Regions from separate parts of the Danio rerio genome. Here region 2 is linked to region 1. The links are chromatin contacts, called in public HiCAR-type maps. All regions are on one chromosome and are shown on one strand. The core of a region is the stretch at or near the end of the contact, and the rest is flanking DNA. Distances in the headings are between cores, read along the strand shown.

What was found. HiCAR-type assays count read pairs that join an accessible place to other places.
Region 2: a contact with region 1 is called in a HiCAR-type map of caudal fin, with 5 times the contacts expected there. The contact joins the promoter of hoxa13a here to the promoter of tril in region 1. A contact is called at or near these places in 3 of 18 Hi-C or Micro-C datasets (caudal fin and embryo) and 1 of 4 datasets of contacts at active chromatin or transcription factors (caudal fin).

What each region holds. Positions count from the first base shown.
Region 1 is chr19:21,746,905-21,749,604 of GRCz12tu, forward strand. tril (TLR4 interactor with leucine-rich repeats) reads left to right here and starts at 1,404. Exons shown (of 1, transcript XM_009294188.4): 1 at 1,404-2,700. The coding sequence starts at 1,661.
Region 2 is chr19:21,987,501-21,990,352 of GRCz12tu, forward strand. hoxa13a (homeobox A13a) reads left to right here and starts at 1,426. Exons shown (of 2, transcript NM_001085494.1): 1 at 1,426-2,206; 2 at 2,324-2,852. The coding sequence starts at 1,522. The coding sequence ends at 2,571. It also overlaps a transcript of evx1 not described here.

The DNA.
Region 1 (2,700 bases), core at 154-2,653:
ATCCACAGTTTTTATGTTGTTAAATTGAAAAAAAGGACTGGGTGTGTTCATATCACTCCAATATGACGGTCTATATACTACATCTACACATATGTCTGTCCAAACAGATTGAAAAGTAGATTTTTCACTATAGGTGCCCTTTCAAAGTTAGATGTAAGTCATGCAAAAGCCGCTGTAAACAAAGTAATGAAATAATTATTTCATGATTTGGGTGACATGGTGGCTCAATGGTTAGCACTGTCACCTCGCCAGTAAGAAGGTTGCTGGTTCGAGTCCTGGCTGGGCCAGTTACCATTTCTTTGTGGAGTTTGCATGTTCTCCCCGTGTTTGTGGGAGTTCCTCTGGGTGCCCTGGTTTTCCCCACAGTCCAAAGACATGCGCTTTAGGCAGGGATGGATTCAACCAATAAGCAAGGTAACTGGCCACTTAGGGCCCAAGGAAATCTGAGGGCCGCTAAATAAATACCTACAAGTATAAATGATACCTATAAATTATATATAACATTGTTTTCTATAATATTTTGTAAGGTGAGGGTCCACAAATTTTAACTGGAATATATTTATTACATCTGTGCAAATGTGCCCCCACCTTCAATCATGGATCAGTCCAGCAGTCAAATCAGTAAAGATTTAGTTTTAAAAACTAAATAGTTCATTTATTATGTTTAGCTGTGAATTCATCTTAAGAAAAAAAATCATTTTGAAAGTTTTACAAGATGCTTTATATGTTATTATTTTCCATTTAGAAAAAAGTAACAAGGGAGATTGAATGAAATAAGAAAGAAAACAGCAAAAATAAAAAAATTAAGGACAAAAGGTGCATTTTGGAACTTTGGGGCCCTGTGGCTGAAATTAATTAGGGCCCCAAAATCACTAAATTCATCCCTGGTTATAGGTGATTGAATAAACTAAATTGGCCACAGTGTATGTGTGCATGTAAGAGTGTATGGATGTTTCCGAGTGCTGGTTGCAGCTGGAAGGGCATCCGCTGTGTAAAACATATGCTGGATAAGTTGGCAGTTCATTCTGCTTTGTTGACCACTGATAAATAAAGGAATTGCAAAGGAAAATTAATGAATGAACATATCATGATTCATTATTATTAATGTGCTGTAATAATTAGTTACAATAGACTATACTACAAGGTGGTAAGTACAAATTCACTTCGTTTTAGCTAAAAGAATCGTTTTGGAAGTAAATTAACTCATTGAGGAATTGAATCTAAAATAAAGCTAGATCTGATGCTCGTTTGGAGACAGTGTTCACATCTGGATGGGAGTGGGGAGGGCTGTTCCGTGCCTGAACTCGGAGATCACTACAGTGTGTGTGTGTGTGTGTGTGTGTGTGTGTGTGTGTGTGTGTGTGTGTGTGTGTGTGTGTGTGTGTGTGTAATCTGCAACAGATGACTTCTTGGGGGATGAGAGGGTCTGACGGAGGCTAATGTTTCCTCGGCTGAAGCCACATCAGCTCGCAACGGTTGTGCATGGATACCTAAATACAGTCGCTGTGCAATCGTGATCAGTTAGACATAATCTAAATGTCTGCATTCAGTCGACAATGCATTAATGAATCTTCGATTCCTGGCGAGGAAGAATTTGGTGAATCAACAAGATTTGGCGAACAAAGGAATGCGTTAAGCGCCTTGTATTTGCATCACTGGAATGGCATATTTGCTCTCAAACTTATTTTTGTTCGGCAGTGGATTGCTTTTATTCTTCGCCCCTGTTTGCGCCATTTGTCCGGAGCGATGTGATTGCCAGCACGCGCAGCATATCCTGTGCGCAAACCGCGGTCTCCGCGCGGTGCCCAAAGCGCCGCAGGTGGAGCACGCAGAGGATGTGCGGGTTCTCAGTCTCGCGGGAAACTTCATTCACAACATCAGTGCTTTTGACTTCATGCGCTATGGCGACCTAATGAGACTTAATCTCCAGTTTAATCAAATAAGGAGTATACATCCTGAATCATTCAAGAAACTATCCAAACTAGAGGAACTATTTCTAGGAAACAACCTAATATCGACGATACAACCTGGGACTCTACAATCGCTGAAAAAACTCACAATATTATATAGCAATAACAACGAAATCAACGAGTGCATCCCTAAATCATTTACCCATTTAAACAGTTTAGTGAAACTACGACTTGATGGAAATTCGATCGAAGTGTTAAAGGAGTCCGTCTTCGAAGGTTTGCCAAACTTAATGTTTCTCCACTTAGAATCGAACCACCTTCGGCGTATCGACCGGAATGCATTCTTGCGGCTCAGCAAACTGCAGTTTTTAAACCTGTCGGACAATAAACAAACAGAGCTGCAAGATGTTTTTATGTTTTCTGACCTTAAGTCACTCAAAACTCTTCTAATTGCGGGCAACCAAATAAGACACGTTGGAAACCACGTTTTCCAGAGCTTAAAAAAACTATCAAAACTTTCACTGAGCCATAACAAGATATCAAAGCTAGGCAACGAAGCGTTTAAGGGGCTCGGACGCGTGAGGGAGTTTATGATTGACAGGAACGAGCTGACAGAGATTCCTGCTGGTCTGCTGGACCCGCTCGAGCGCATCGAACACCTCGACTTCAGTGACAATCACATATCTCTCGTGGATCAAGGTGCTTTTGGACATCTATCACACCTTAAAATCTTAAAACTGAAAAACAACCGTCTGATGAATCTCTCCGGCAGTATTTTCGCATCAAACGG
Region 2 (2,852 bases), core at 176-2,675, 240 kb after region 1:
ATATATACACACACACACACACACACACACACTTTACACATAATCTGCATAATTTAGGCTATAGGTAGACGATAACGAATTGCTATGTATATTAAACTTATACTATATATATATATATATATATATATATATATATATATATATATATATATATATATAGTATAAGTTTAATATACATAGCAATTCGTTATCGTCTATCTATAGCCTAAATGTTTAATCACAACATATTTCACGCGACTGTTTTCTATCAGCAAATGCCAAATATTGGAGCTACTACAAAAACAAATGACCTTTGTTTACTTTACGCACGAGTACACATTTAATAAAATATTAGATTTTTGGACAAAAATTTCCTTTTTTAACCATTTCCTGTTTTAAGAATATATATATATATATATATATATATATATATATATATATATATATATATATATATATATATATATATATATATATACGATTTTCGTTCAACAGTTTAAAATACAAAATCAGAAGGAAACCATGTTAAGTTAAAACTACATCTGTTTTCACCAAAGATTTCTCAACAAACAACAAGCTTTTAGACTGGCCATCAAAGTCAGAATAGGCCAACAGGCACTGTGTCGCGGCAAGACGGCAACTTTCAACTTGACCTTGGCCTGCAGACGCGTCAGCCTCGCGCGTAAAATACAGACAAATATAGGGGGGTGTTCTCCGTCTCTGCAACTTGTAAACAAAACGGAAGCCGTCACAGCAGGACTTCATGCCACGTTTAAAAAAATTTACATTTCTCTTTTCACTACCCTCACTTGTGACAGATTTTTTATGTATCGTGAAAATATCCTTTTGTTATCTGTAACTTGCTTTATTTTGCATCAGGGGACGTTGGCTAAATGAAAAGGCTATAGGTTAATTGAGAATGTTCAAATAATCTATTTTTTTGTCTAAAATACTGTTACTACTGTTGTTTAAATTTAAATTAATGGCACAATTTTTACGAATAATTTTGAACTTATTTTTATTTTTTTGACGTTTTAATCCTAAATTGTTTAATTGGCCACCAAGCTCCACAGAGGCAACAAAGATTGTCAGACATTTGAATATGTGCGCAGTTGACTGGGATGATTACCAGCGCTTACAAATACTTTAAAAAATCGTTTAGTTTATATTCATACATTTAGGCTATTTAAAACAACATAACACAACACCATTTGGTTTAGTTTGTAAAAATAATTAAATGTCCTGAATTAACATAGCTGGATTCGCCATTTTCCGTTTTTACACTTATGAATCTATCATCTTTTGGAGAACTTTGAAACGGGTGACATCCTTTGACAGATCATCTCACATCACTGCATTTAGTTCGGTTTAAGTGTTAGCACTTGAGCTGATTATTGTCCTATTTTACATATCACATGACCCATGTTGAGCCAATCGAGACGTGATTCTGGATGTACGAGGGTGCGTCAGAGTCAACTGTCTCCCCTTTTCAGTGTCTAAGCTTCACAAAAAAGAGCCACACGTCTCAATGTCCGACGGGCTATGACAACGTCACTACTTCTCCGCCCGCGCTGGATTGACCCGGTCATGTTTCTCTATGATAACGGTGGCGGTTTAGACGACACCAGCAAAAATATGGAAGGGTTCACAGGAGGTAACTTCTCGCCAAGCCCGTGCAGGAATTTGATGTCTCACCCTGCCTCTCTTGCGCCCAGTGCTACTTATCCGTCCAGCGAAGTGGCTGCTGCTGCAGCGGGTGATTCTGGAAAGCAATGCAGCCCCTGCTCAGCCGTTCAAGGTTCAGCCAGCGCCTCAATTTCCTATGGATATTTCGGAGGCGGTGGATACTATCCTTGCCGAATGTCCCACCACCATGGGAGTGGTGGAGGTGTAAAGACATGCGCCCAGTCCCCTGCCTCTGGTTCACCTTACGGAGAAAAATACATGGACACATCAGCTTCTACAGGCGAAGATTATACCAGCTCACGCGCCAAGGAGTTTGCCTTGTACTCAAGCTACGCCTCAAGTCCATATCAACCAGTTCCGAGCTATCTGGATGTTCCAGTAGTCCAGGCAATAAGCGGGCCTTCGGAGCCCCGACATGAGTCTTTACTGCCGATGGAGAGTTACCAACCGTGGGCAATCACAACCAGTGGATGGAACGGACAGGTCTACTGCACCAAAGAGCAGCAACAAACGGGAAACGTGTGGAAGTCGTCAATACCAGGTAAGTTTATTTTGAGAATTGCAAAAAGAAAAAAAATACACATCAATAACAAACTCCGCAGATATGTGCATTTATCATTAAACCCATTTAATATTTATGTTATAATGAATTCTATAGAGTCAGTATCCCATGGAGGGGCAGACGGCAGCTCCTTCCGCCGCGGAAGGAAGAAACGTGTTCCATATACCAAGGTGCAGCTGAAGGAGCTTGAACGGGAGTATGCCACTAACAAGTTTATCACCAAGGACAAACGCAGACGGATATCCGCTCAGACCAACCTATCTGAACGACAGGTCACTATCTGGTTCCAAAACCGACGGGTAAAGGAGAAAAAAGTTGTCAACAAATTAAAAAGTAGCAGTTAGCTTTGCTCTGTGTAAATGTAAGGGAACTATTTTTTTAACAATGATGCCCCCAAATACACACAGAGAGAGAGAGAGAGAAAGAGAGAGAGCTATGAAAGTATAGACGTTTAACGAATATGTGTTTCCTTGGACTACTGCTTTTGAAGTGGCCACTTTGGATCGCACAGGGTTGATGGTGACGCGGTGCGTCATTTCTGCACTTCAGTGCATGGCCATATTCCCAACTCAGGGCAAAAACGGCCAAAGGATGAGTTGTTTGATGAGATTTAGTCACTGCTCAA